Regions from separate parts of the Sus scrofa genome. Here regions 1 and 2 are each linked to region 3. A link is a contact called in public Hi-C and promoter capture Hi-C data. All regions are on one chromosome and are shown on one strand. The core of a region is the stretch at or near the end of the contact, and the rest is flanking DNA. Distances in the headings are between cores, read along the strand shown. Region 1 holds the start of WDR34 (WD repeat-containing protein 34). Region 2 holds the start of ZER1 (zyg-11 related cell cycle regulator). Region 3 holds the start of PKN3 (serine/threonine-protein kinase N3).

The links. Promoter capture Hi-C pulls out the DNA fragments that hold promoters and counts their contacts. Hi-C and Micro-C count contacts between places; a contact is called where the count stands out from the background.
Region 1: a contact with region 3 is called in a Hi-C map of skeletal muscle, with 6 times the contacts expected there. The contact joins the promoter of WDR34 here to the promoter of PKN3 in region 3. A contact is called at or near these places in 1 of 5 promoter capture datasets (liver), 14 of 47 Hi-C or Micro-C datasets (alveolar macrophages, blood, embryonic fibroblasts and 8 more) and 2 of 2 datasets of contacts at active chromatin or transcription factors (alveolar macrophages and skeletal muscle).
Region 2: a contact with region 3 is called in a promoter capture Hi-C map of liver, with 5 times the contacts expected there. The contact joins the promoter of ZER1 here to the promoter of PKN3 in region 3. A contact is called at or near these places in 3 of 5 promoter capture datasets (fetal liver, fetal skeletal muscle and liver), 13 of 47 Hi-C or Micro-C datasets (brain, embryonic fibroblasts, fetal liver and 8 more) and 2 of 2 datasets of contacts at active chromatin or transcription factors (alveolar macrophages and skeletal muscle).

Annotation. Positions count from the first base shown.
Region 1 is chr1:269,027,925-269,032,265 of Sscrofa11.1, forward strand. WDR34 (WD repeat-containing protein 34) reads right to left here and starts at 3,054. Exons shown (of 9, transcript XM_005660487.3): 1 at 2,400-3,054. The coding sequence starts at 2,585.
Region 2 is chr1:269,118,577-269,123,202 of Sscrofa11.1, forward strand. It overlaps ZER1 (zyg-11 related cell cycle regulator), which reads right to left and starts at 3,303. Exons shown (of 16, transcript NM_001244486.1): 1 at 3,182-3,303.
Region 3 is chr1:269,067,322-269,071,572 of Sscrofa11.1, forward strand. It overlaps PKN3 (serine/threonine-protein kinase N3), which reads left to right and starts at 1,767. Exons shown (of 24, transcript XM_021069726.1): 1 at 1,767-2,090; 2 at 4,045-4,251. The coding sequence starts at 2,067.

The DNA of each region.
Region 1 (4,341 bases), core at 1,804-4,303, 38 kb before region 3:
CGGTGGAAACAAATCCTACTAATATCCATAAGGATGCAGGTTCGATCCCTGGCCTCGCTCAATGGGTTAAGGATCCAGAGTTGCTGAGCTGTGGTGGAGGTTGCAGACGCAGCTCGGATCCCATGTTGCTATAGCTGTGGTGTAGGACACCAGCTGCAGCTCCAATTCGACCCCTAGCCTGGGAACTTTCATATGCTGCAGGTATGGCCCCAAAAAGGAAAAAAACAACAACAACAAAAAAAACCTCCTTTAATAAGACAGAAGAGACTAATGGAAGTGAACCACCTCAGAGATGAAAACCTTTACACCTCAGGTATTAGAATTAGTTCTTCAAACCCTCACAGGTTAAAACTATAGCAGCTACAAGAAAATCAACAAACCAATCTCTTTGTTTAAAAAAAAAAAAAGGTAAAAGTTAGACTGAGACACTGGTTCACAACCTGGAGTCTTTTAAAGTCTAAATCTTTGGCAAGCAAGAGCTATTTCAAGAATTTTTTTTTTTAAGTCAGTGAATGTTAATTACACACTTACCTTCGATAAGGATGGGTAGCTATAACTAAAGTATCCACTCCCTTTGCTTTTTTTTTTTTTTGTCTTTTTGCCATTTCTAGGGGCGCTCCCACAGCATATGGAGGTTCCCAGGCTAGGGGTTGAATCAGAGCTGTAGCTGTCAGCCTACACCACAGCCACAGCAACTCGGGATCCAAGCCGAGTCTGCAACCTACACCATAGCTCATGGCAACGCCGGATCCTTAACCCACTGAGCAAGGCCAGGGATTGAACCTGCAACCTCATGGTTCCTAGTCGGATTCGTTAACCACCCAGCAACGACAGGAATTCCCACTCCTTATGCTTTTAACCAGAACCATTCCTATGCAGCAGAGTAACGTGGGAAGTACTCTGAAGCTAGATCAAATCTGGTTTGAGAACTGCGAAATGTTGGCTTGAGGCAAATCCTCAAGAGTAGGACTTCAGGAGTTCCCACAGTAGCACAGTGCACTAAGGTTCCAACTGCAGGGAGTTCTCTTCATGGCTCAGTAGTAACGAACCCACTCCACTAGTAACCATGAGGACGAGGGTTCAATCGATGGCCTTGCTCAGTGGGTTAAGGACCCGGTATTGCCGTGAGCTGTGGTGTAGGTCACAGACGCGGCTCTGATCCCGAGTTGCTGCGGCTGTGGTGTAGGCCAGCAGCTGCAGCTCCTATTCGATCCCTAGCCTAGCAACTTCCATCTGCCACAGGTGCAGCCCTAAAACACAATCTGAATGCAGCAGCTCCAATTGCTTCGAGGGGGTTAAAGGATCTAGTGATGCTGCAGCTGCCGCTCAGATTCAATCCCTGATGAGGGAACTTCCTTATGCCATGGGTTCAGCCATGAAAAAAAAAAGAAAAAAGAGAGTAGACTTCGTGGAAATGTCACTGGCGTTGCTGAGGATGTAGGCTCTGCAGGTTCAAACACCTGTGTGGCAAGTGAACCCTGTTTCCTCTTCTGGGAAATATGCAGCCCCCCTGTAACGCTCATTTTTACTGAGGAAAAGCCAACATCCTTACAATGATCTGCAAGGTCCTACACCTGACCTGCCTCTCCTTACCCTCTCTGACCTCACCTGGGGCCATTCTCCTTCCTCTCCAGCCCCATCCGCCTCCTCACGCATCAGATGTGCTCCAACCCCAGGGCCTTTGCACCTGAAGTTGGCTCTGCCTGGAGGGTTCTAACTCAGGTATCCACTTGGCTAAATCTCTCGCTCCTCCAAATTGTTGTTGAAACATCACCCTCTCAGGGAGGCCCGCCCTGCAGCCCACCCTCAAATCCCCAACCCGGTCTTTCTAATCCCGCACCCTTTTCCCTTTGTCCATGGCACTACTGCCTCTAACACACGCTGCAATTTATTTATAACGGACATTGTTTATTTTCTGTCCCCTGCAAAACTACGGCTCCAGGACGGAGCTCCAGCACTGTCGACTGATGAATCATCAGCGCCAGAACAAGTCTCTCCACACCTACAAAACCTACACCCAGACCCCTCAGAAGCCCTGCCCTCATCTCAGACAATCTCGTCTGTGTGCTTTGGGTCCAACTACGTACTCGAAAGCCGGCGTATCTCGACCTTAAGATGCAGCTCGGGCATTTTACTAAGTGAAAGTCAGTCTGAAATGCCTAAAAACTGCAGTTCACACAAAGACCTCCACAAAGTGGGGTCTTTAGAGGTTTTTAAAGAAAAACCCTTTCTGTTGGTAGTCAAAGACTGGGGAAATTGGGACAGAGCATCCCAAGAGTTAGTTTCTGTGCATTAAAATGTAAAAATTAAACGGTGGGACCCGAGAACCTGGCCTGGTGGCCGCGCGCCATCCCTCACCCTCCCGCCCGCGTCCCCCCGAGCGGAGCCCGCGCCCTCACCGTCTCCCCGCGGATGCCCTGGACGGTCCTCCACTGCGAAGGCACCGACGCTACGCCCAGGGTCTCGTCCTGCAGCGGCCCGGGCCGCTCGGGCCCCTCGGGACTCGCAATCCCGCGGGTCGCCAGCGCCTCAGCACCCGCCCTTCCCGCCGGGAAGAGTTGCCCTCTCAGCGCGCAGGTTGCCATGGAGACGGCCCCGCCTCCTTACGCCGGCGCACTCCGCCGCGACCTTCGTCCCTGCGCCTCCAGAGCGGAAGACTGAGGAGATGAGGCTATCGGCGCCATTTTTGAATTTGTCAGAGCGCCTCCTTCCAAGACCCGAGAAGAAAAGATAAATGACTCTTTTCCGACGATGCGACAAGCAGTACTACTTTTGCATTCTCCAACTCCAGAGGGAGCACGCTTAGGGCATGCGCAGCTGCTCTGGAGAAGGGGGACGGGAAGTGCGGATGCAGGGCGCAAGTGCCAGCTTCAAAGATGGCGCTGGGCGGCCAGGCGCAGAGACGAGGGCGGGAGTCTGCGGCCGCGGCGGGCTGGAGAGTTGCGGACTTAGAGGTGCAGTGCTGGCAGTGCAGCCGGATGCTCCAGCAGAGCCCTACGACCCCATGGCTCCAGTTGGCGGCCACCTCAAAGCCAAGTGGTCTCCCTCTTACCATTTTCTGCCTCAATAAAATGGCGATTTTAAATGTCCACATGTAGATCCAGAGTGTGGTTGCGTAGTTGAAAGGCCCAGATGAGGTCGGATATAGAAAAATGCTTAAGCCAAAATTAAAGACCCGAACAACTACCCCATTATTGAGTGTTTATCATGTAGCAGGTCGAGTCCACAGTTTTCTGTATGTTGATCCTAATAACTCCTCAAACTAACTCTATGAAGAATCAGCTGTTACATGTCCCATGAGGGTGGTTGATGGTCAGAAAAGTAACTGCTCCAGATCAGCTACATCGTATTTGCCCAAGATCTCGGGGGCAGCTGCTTGGCCCAAGGCCCTATTCTGAGACTCCTAGCAAGAGTCCTCCGGCCAGGTCCTCTGGGCCACTTTCCTCCTATCCCTAAACTCTCAGAGGGTTGTAAATCTGCCCAATCAGAGGCCCCTCTGCACCACTTCAGCACTGAGTTCTCATCAGGACCTTTTTCCAGCCAAGGCCTTGAGGACTGATTAGATTAGGGATGGGGGGGCAGTGGGAGAGGAGGCATGGAACGCAACAGGAATTTCTTCCTAAAAATAAAATGGAACCAGATAGAATTCTCCTTGTGAGGCCCTCTTAACAGAAAAATTTGCAAACACCACCAAGAATTCCAAAAATCATACTCAGAAAAGAAGTTCAAGGCTGTAGGAGTCAGAATGCCTGGATTTGAAGCCTGACCAGTGCTTTGTCCCTTTAATAGACTTGGTACCTCTTTGGGCCTTGGTTTCCTAGACATAAAATGAGACTGCAAAAGGCTAAGGCCAGTAGGACCTGCTTTACCTGATAAAGGAAGGAGAATATTTCAAGAAGAGAAGGATAGTCCCAGGTATTCAGTGCCCCAAACAATTTCAGTAGAGTTGTGGGAACAAAAGCCAGCCTGCAGAGGGTTTAGGAGGAAGTAGAGAAAGTAATGGATATTATTAGGAAGCTCAACACAGGAAGTAAGTATGAGTGAAAATAGGCAAAATCTAACAAACTGGACTGTAATTTGACATTAAAGTGAGCCTCCTCTTTAATCTAGAAATCTTACTTCTGGGAATTTTTCCTGAATCAACAATAACAGCTTCAGGAGTTCCCATCATGGCACAGTGGTTAATGAATCCAACTAGGAACCATGAGGTTGTGGGTTCGAGCCCTGGCCTTGCTCAGTGGGTGAAGGATCTGGTGTTATCATTAGCTGTGGTGTGGGTTGCAGACACGGCTCAGATCCGGCGTTGCTGTGGCTCTGGTGTAGGCCAGTGGCTACAGCTCC
Region 2 (4,626 bases), core at 2,053-4,552, 53 kb after region 3:
AGGCAGGCTGCAAAATCTCAGCCTCTGCTGGGTGCTTCGAAGATCAGCAGCCTCCATCAGCAGGTCAGCCACCGCCCCCCGCCACATGTCATATTTATTCCAACCCCATCATTTGGCTTATGTTATGTGGCAGAATGGGGATCTGCTGGGCCTTTAAAAAAGAAAAGACCCCTATAACCTTCTCCTGGTGTCAAAAAAGTCAGGACCAAGCTACCATAAGAGGGATATGCAACCACCATTCCCACTGTCTCCCCCACCATTCACTGAAATTCTCCTAGTTCAGGGAGGCAGCCAAGAGCTGGTGACATCATCAGCTGGTGCTAAAAAGAAAGGCTTTGAGGGCAGACACATGCAAACACTCCCTCCCCATGGTCACTGCCATCCGCAGGCTTGCTGGCTATCTACTGAGGACTCAGTATATGCCAACTAGCGCGCTAGCGCTTCGGTGCATGACCTCGCCTTTGGCCCAACAAGCCTATTTCACAGACGAGGAAACGGAGGTGGGAAAGGGTCCCTCGTCCAAGTTCTCACAACCAGGAAGCCGTGGCATGACTTGATTTAACTACAATGCTCTAAGGCTGCCCTTTCTGCACTTATTCCATCGAGGGTCATTAGAAAGATGGAGAAAGCGAACTTACAACGCCAGGCCAGAGCACAATGGCCACTTGTCATCTAGAACAAACCTATATTTTTTCTAACCCCAGACACTTCGAGTTAGTACAGTTTTGAAAGGGTGTCCCCTTAGACACCCTGGGACCCTGAATCACATGAACAGTCTCTGACATCCTCCGCACCATCATCTGGCCCCTGCTCTTCTCTGTCTTTTTTTTTTTTTTTTGCCTTTTCTAGGGCAGCTCCTGCGGCATATGGAGATTCCCAGGCTAGGGGTCTAATTGGAGCTGCAGCCCCCGGCCTACGCCAGAGCCACAGTCAATGTGGGATCTGAGCCGTGTCTGCAACCTACACCACAGCGCATGGCAACGCTTACAGTTAACCCACTGAGCAGGGGCAGGGATCGAACCCGCAACCTCATGGCTCCTCGTCAGATTTGTTAACCCACTGAGCAGGGGCAGGGATCGAACCCGCAACCTCATGGCTCCTCGTCAGATTTGTTAACCCACTGCACCACGACTGGAACTCTTGCTCTTCTCTGTCTTTGTCAACCACTCTTCCCCTCCTTCACTCGGCTCCAGCCCTATGGTCCTCTGGCTGTTTCTTTCTTTCTCTCTCTCTTTTTTTTTTTTTTTTTTTTGTCTTTTTGTGTTTTAGGGCAGCACTGGCGGCATATGGAGGTTGCCAGGCTAGGGGCGGAATCAGAGCTACAGCTGCCGGCCTATGCCAGAGCCATAGCAACGAGGGATCCGAGCCACGTCTTCGACCCACACCACAGATTACGGCAGCGCCAGATCCTCAACCCACTGAGTGAGGCCAGGGATTGAACCCGAGTCCTCATGGACACTAGTCAGGTTCGTTCACCACTGAGCCATGACAGACACTCCCTCTGGCTGTTTCTTAATTTTTTTTTTTTGGCTGCGGCATATGGAGGTTCCCAGACTAGGAGTCAAACTGGAGCTACAGCTGCCAGTCTATACCACAGCCACAGCAACTCGGGATCCAAGCCTCATCTGTGACATACACCACAGCTCACAGCAACGCCAGAATCTTAACCCACTGAGAGAGGCCAGAGATTGAACCAGCATGCTCATGTATACTAATTGGGTTCATTACCACTAAGCCACAACGAGAACTCTGTCTGGTTGTTTCTTTTTCCTTTTCTTTTCTTTTTTCTCTTTTTGTCCTTTTAGGGCTGCACCCACAGCATACAGAGGTTCCCAGGCTAGGAGTCGAATTGGAGCTGTAGCCACTGGCCTACACCACAGCCACAGCCACAGCAACACCAGATCAGAGCTTCGTCTGTGACCTACACCACAGCTCAGGGCAATGCTGGATCCTTAACCCACTAAGTGAGGCCACGCATTGAACCTGCATCTCATGGATACTAGTCAGATTTGTTTCCACTGAGCCACGATGGGAACTCCATTATCTGGCTGTTTCTTTAAATCATCAGGTATTCTACCTCAGGACCTTTGCACTTGCTCAGCTTCCAGAGAGCTATGTGGCTTGCTCCCTCACTCTGTTCAGGTCTCTGCTCAAATATCACATTAGAGATCTTCTCTGATCTCCCTCTAAAAATAGGGCAAGCCCAGCCTTTGCATGGCTCTTCCTGCTTTGTTTTCCTCTACCTTACATTGTTGTCACCTTACATACATTTATGATTTGCTGAATCAATTAGTGACCTGAAACACAGAGACCCCCTCACCACTGGCAACCACCTCCTGCTCTAAGTATAGCCTCCTGTGACCCTTGTTCATATGGGGTGATTTTTCTGTGGAGGCATCAGGCATCTTCCCCGATGTAAAAATCAAACGCACTGACAGGCACAAAGCCTGGAAATCTTGAACTGCTTGGGCCAAACAGCCAAGCCAAGTTCCACCCACAGAACTTTAGTAGCCAGCACAGTCGGTTTCACTTTCAACTCACCTATCAGGCTCCTCTGGCCCTCAGGTTTGCAACCCCACCCCATCCCTTTCCCACCCTGTGCATCCCCCCACACTCTGTCATCCCTTTGGGGAGCTTATCTAGAATCCAAGCGGTCCCTGAGCTTTCAGGCACTGCTTTGGGGGAACTTCAGCTCATCCAACAGGTAGGAGGGGCAGAAGCTAGCCTCTTTAGCCTTGCATTTATCCCCCATTTTGTAGGGGCTAAGCGACAGGGCGTCATTTTCTTTCTGGAGGAATGGAGTTTAGTTTTAATGGCATGTTTCTCTGACGGGGCAGCAGGGGTTAAGAAGGGAACCCTCCCACCATTCGCCGAGATGGACCTTTGCAAGTGGTGGCAGTGGCGATGGTGAGGCACCGGAGGCAGGAGGGGAAAAGAGAGAGGACGCAGATACATCCCTTGGCCCCGGGAGTGGACGAGATGCTTCCTCGACAAGGAGGCGCAGAGGATGCGGCCCGGGAGAATTCCGAGCCAGAGCTCCGGGGGAAGCAGGGGATCTCGACAGGCTAGGGCCAGGGTTTGGGGAAGAAGGGGGTCTGCGGGGCGGAGCTGGGGATCCCAGGGATGGGAGCCCCGGGCGGGAGGGGGTCGCGCCGGGGAGGGGAGACCCCGTGGCCGTTACCTTGCCCTTAGGGCTGCGGGCGGGGCTGAGGGCCGGCGGGTGCTGGCTCCCGGGCCCGGCCCCTCCCCCGATCCGGCTCCTACGGCTCGGAGCCTGCAGCCGCCGCCGCCTCCGCTGTCAACAAACCCGGGGCGCGTCACTTCCGGGGCCGCCCCTTAGCAACCGCGAATGGGTTCCCCCGACCGGTTCCGCGGCGAACCGGGGCGACAGCGGCCGAAGGTTCCGGGGCTCCGCGGCGGCTCCAATCCCGGACGACTCCGATCCCGCCGGGTTTGCGGATGGAGCGGGGAGCATCTGGTCTCCGTTCCGGTCCTGATCGCGCTCCTCACGGGCTCTCGCTGGGCTCCGGGGACGGGGTGGGAGCCTCTCGGTGACACCGGCTTCCGGGCCTGCTCCGGCCTGCGGTTCCCCAGATCCCAGGGAACGGTTAGGGGCGGACTGACTCCACCTTCCTCGTCAGCACGGACGTGCCTCCGAGCCAAGCCCCTGCCTCCCGCGCCCTGTTGAACATCTACCCCTGGCTTCTCCGCAGGTAGCTCACACCCACGCGTCCAAAAGCGGACACCATCTTACCCCTCCGCGCTGCTACTTCTCCAGCCCCGGCAGCTCGGCTGTCGCCTGGGAAACAGGGAGTTGGCCTTGGCCGCTTGGTTTTCCTTAGCGCCTCATCCATGCGTCTGGTCCTAAGGGTCTCAAACCAGCCCCTCCCCTCCTCCTCCGGTAGTGCCCGGCTCTGTCCCCCACCATTTCTTCTCGGGATTTCTGCAACAGCCCCCTAACGGAACTCCCTGCTCCTTCTTCTCATTCTCTCCACAGTTCCAGAGTGAGTTTTCCAAAACGAATAAGTCTGGTCTGAGCCCTGCCCTGCCTTCCACCCTCAAGGTAGACGTCAAGGATAATCTGTCCCCGTCTCTCTCTCTCCAGCCTCTTGTCCCTCTCCCCCTCGCTCCCCGCCCCGCTTTCGTTCTCCATTTAAGAAAATTTGAAGCATTTTTGGTTCTTTTAAAGATCCCCTCGGAGTTCCCGTTGTGGCTCAGTGATTAACGAATCCGATCAGGAACCATGAGGTTGCAGGTTCGATCCCTGGCCTTGCTCAGTGGGTTAAGGATCCGGCGTTGCCGTGAGCTGTGGTGTAGGTCACAGACGTGGCTCGGATCCCGCGTTGCTGTGGCTGTGGCGTAGGCCAGCGGCTACAGCTCCGATTGGACCCCTAGCCTAGGAACCTCCATATGCTGTTGGAGCCGCCGGAGAAATGGTAAAAAGACAAAATAAATAAATACATAATAAAGATCCCCTCCTCTCGCATAGACTCAAGTAAGTTTTTCCGTACCAAACTCTTCTTGCTCCCATCTGTATCCAGTATACACTCCTCCTGCTTCTAGTCTCAGTTTAGAGTCTCCTTTTCTTTTTTTTTTTCTTTTCTTTTTTTTGTCTTTTAGTCTCTT
Region 3 (4,251 bases), core at 517-3,016:
TCTCTGGTCAGACTCATCCATCAGCCCAGGGTTCTAGGTTTGCCCAGCTCGGGGTTCCTTAGGACAGATGGATGTTTCTGCTTCTGAACTCTTTTTTTCCTTAGTGGCCAGTGAGCCGGTGAAAACACTTCACAGCAGAGTTGAGAAGTCATTGAGCTCTACGTAATTAAGCTTTCTGGTTGTGGGATTGGATAAGTGATCCTCAAGACAGGAAATAGAGGCCCTCCCAAAAGGGGGAACTTTACTCATTAGATTCATGTTCTTAAAATCTTACAACCTACAGTCAGAACCCAAAGATAGTCTTTTTACCACCAAGTTATTTCTTAACATTCAGCTATGGGCAGCTTGGTAACTCCCACTTAAAAGAGCCTACTGTATGCCTGACTAGCTTACTAAGTGTTAAATATCTAGCCTTCAACAACCCTGGTTTGTATGTGTATATAAAAGTGTCACACTTGCCTCTGATTGTAAAATTGTCATGTGCCCCATTGAGCTAACTTGCCTTTGCATTTGTGTGTGCACCGCATATGGAGGTTTCCAGGCTAGGGGTCTAATCGGAGCTGTAGCTGCTGGCCTACGCCAGAGCCACAGCAACACCAGATCCAAGCCATGTCTTTGAACTGCACCAGAGCTCGCGGCAGCTCTGGATCCTTAACCCACTGAGTGAGACCAGGGATGGAACCTGCATCCTCATGGATGCTAGTCAGATTTGTTTTCACTGAGCCACGAAGGGAACTCCTGCTTTTGCATATATTGATGTCTCTTGGTTGACTTCCCATTGCAGGACAACTCCAGGATTGCCCAGGCTTTGCCGATCTCACGTTCCAGTCCACTGTGCAGGAGGTGGTCATGGCAGAACAAAGTGGATCTGCCATGGCTACCTCCTGTAAGAGTGCCGGGGACACCTCTTCCAAGTCAGCAAATAAGCCACCTTCAGTATTTGACCCTTACTCACTTCCAGCCCCTTGGATGAGGCTCCTTCCAGTGAAGTCCTGGCACAACGTGCTGGAAGTAAAGAACCAGGGTCCCCTACATAGGCAACCCATTGCCAGGATGCCTAGTTACTTTTCTGAGATGGCTTTTCCTCAGTGTGTAAAAGTGCCTCCTGTTTACATAGCATAGTCTGAACCACTAAACCGGAAGGCTCCAGTCTAGCCAAGTGATGGGGCAGGAGTCCTGCGAGATTTTTGGGTTTTTTTTTTTTGTCCTTTTAGGGCCACACCTGCGGCATATGGAGGTTTCCAGGCTAGGGGTTGAATCGGAGCTGTAGCCGCCGGATTACACCAGAGGCACAGCAACTCGGGATCCAAGCCACGTCTTCGACCTACACCACAGCTCACGGCAACGCTGGATCCTTAACCCACTGAGCAAGGCCAGGGATCGAACCCACAACCTCATGGTTCCTAGTCGGATTTGTTAACCACTGAGCCACGACGGGAACTCCTGGATTCATTTGTAATTTGGTATAATTTGAGAATTTATTTTCCAACAATTATGTTCTTACAGTGACTATAGACAGGGAGCAACAGGATTAGCCCATTTTACACCAGTGACTGCGGGGTAAAAAAATGACTCGGGGTGGGAGCCAGCGTGCGGTGGGTTCAGAGGAGGAGGAGGCTGACCGGGTCCAGCGTGGACCAGCCACACAGGCACTGCCTGCCCCCAGCTGGCAGGCAGTGCTGTCCCTCCCACCCCCGGGGCCGGCCCCTCTGGGCGCGCGTGGGGCAACTGGAGAACCCCGTCCTGGGAAATAGCCCTTCCTGTCCTTGTATCCCGGGGTCAGTGCCGCACGGAGCGGGAACTGCGGCCGCAGGTGAAGGCCACTGGGCTCCAAATCCCTCCCTCGGGGTCAGGAGTTGGGTCCGGGGCGCGGATCCGGCGCGGCCGAGAGGCGGCGCTCGTCCCAGGTCCCGCGAAGGCCAGCGGACCTCCGGAGGGGGCGCCCGATCCCGCGACTCCGGCGCCGCTTCCCGGGAAGTTTTAAGTTTGAAAGCCCTTGGCGGAGGGGCCGGGGCTTCCGGAACCGGAGTGGTCGAGAGGAGGGGCCGAGCGGCCGCAGCGACGCCATGGAGGAGGGGGCGCCGCCGCAGGTGAACGGCGCCGGGAGAGGACCGGCTGTGGGCGCGGGCCGGGGGGGTGGGGGGAGCCTCATTCACCGCCCCGGGCGCCGCGTGCTCCAGCCGTGTCCCCAGCCCCTCCCTGTGCCCCTTTCCAGCCCCTGCTCTGGGCCCCCCTACACCTTGGCAGGGCAGATCTGAGCACGGGGGTTAAGTCCTACGTGCTTCGTGCCCCCTGGGAACGTCCCCATATCACCTCCGAGTGACTCAGAGCCTCCAGTCAAGCCAGCCCAGGAGCCATTTGAATCTGCAGTCAGGGCCACCAGGGTGGGCCCTAAAGTTTCCCCAGATCGGTTCTTCCAGGTGGGACCGAAAGGCATCCGCTGGAAAAGCAAAAGGGGGGGCCCCAGCGGGCGCCGAGGGACTGGTCCTGGGGGGAGAGGAATGTGTGCGGCAGGCAGAGGGGCCCATCCGGCGTACGAGTGGGGTCCTTCCTAGAACCTGCAAGCCAGGCGGGGAGTGGGGACCGGCGGGGGAGGGGCCTAGCCCGGCGCCCAGGCGGGAACCTTCGGGCACACCGAGGGTTCCAGCCGAAATGGCGAGGAGGAGGCGGGGTTCCTGCCGGAGCTGGCAATAGGTTCGCGGTGGACACAGGGACCAAGGCTGTGTGTCTGTTCTTGGGGAGGGAGAGGTGGAGTTCTAGCCCAGAGCAAACGGGGGTGGGGACGTTGGTGTTCCCGATAGGGCCCAGCCCAGAGGTGTGTGCGCACTTGGCAGGATTCCAGCCCCGAGCAGGCAGGACCCTGGGCTCAGCTAAAGGGTGAGGTGTCCTCAATAAGACTCCTTGAGGGCCCCCACCCCTTGGGCAACTTGCAGGCCTGCGTCTGCCCCCTCCCTCCCCCTTCCTCCGGAGGTCCCTCTGCGTGTTCCAGCAGTGGCTTGTACACATTTTCCGATTTCCTGTTAACCTCCGCCCAGCAGCGGCAGCTGGGTGACTCAGGACCCCGGTGCCGGGCCCCCTGCTCCATGGGATCTTTGTTTGCTCAGGCCCTTGGCTCTGGCCCTCTGGCCTAGGGCCGCCAAAGGATTTCCTGAGGCCCGCCCCTGCCCTCTGACAGGCTGGCCAGTGGGCCAGAGGAGGCCTGGGGTGGGGGGTCCCTGAGGCTGGGGTGGTCACCCCTTCCACTGGGCTCAGGCGATGGAGAGCCGAGAGGTAAGACAGAGGCCCTTGGAGAGTCCTTGAGGTGGGGCGTCCGTCATGGGTTACCCCGGGCTGAGGTTGGCTTTGGCACCGCTTGGTTGGAAGTGGCCTCTGGGAAGGAGGTTTCCTCTTTCTTGCTCCCACCTGGGGTGAAGCATGAAAGAGCCTTCTCCTTCCTGCCAGGAGCTGAGCCGGGAGTGGAGCCCCCCCCATCCCAAGACCTCCTCAGCTCCTCTGTGCCTCTGCTTTGCCGCCTGAGGCTTTGGAACGTCAGGGGAACAGCCCTGGCTTCTACTGCGTGATTTCGGAGGTCCCTGTGCAGTGCCGAGCCTCTTTTCTGACCCCCAGACCTCGGCCTGGATCCTAGACTTAGAGCAGTCTGCTTAAGCGTGGCTGGCAGGGAGAGGCTGGCGCCCACTTTCTCTGTGTAGTGACCTTGGGCAAACTACTTAACCTGTGTCTCAGTTTCTTCATCTGTAAAGTGGGGATAATAACTGCACCTCCCTCATGGGCTTGCTATCAAGACTGACAAGGTAATGTCTGCAAAGCGCTCAGACCAGAATAGCATGTAAACGTTACCAATTCCCCCCCTTCCCCTCTAGTGGCTGAGGACAGGAGCCTGGGCTGGATCAATGGCCTTGGGGTTCCCGTCTGGCTTAGGGATACTGGCTCTAAGGTCAGAGATGCTTCCCAGACCCTGTGTGTCCGTCCTGGCCCCCCACCCCACCCCAGTCTGAGATGGTGGAGGGGGGCACTGGGAGGCCTGACTCCTCTGCCTTTGCACAGCCCGGGGCGGGCCCACGGCCTCCAGAGGACGAGAAAGAGCTGATCCGCCGGGCCATCCAGAAGGAGCTGAAAATCAAGGAGGGTATGGAGAACCTGAGGCGGGTGGCCACAGACCGCCGCCACCTGGGCCACGTGCAGCAGCTGCTGCGCTCCTCCAACCGCCGCCTGGAGCAACTGCACGGGGAACTGCGGGAGCTGCATGCCCGC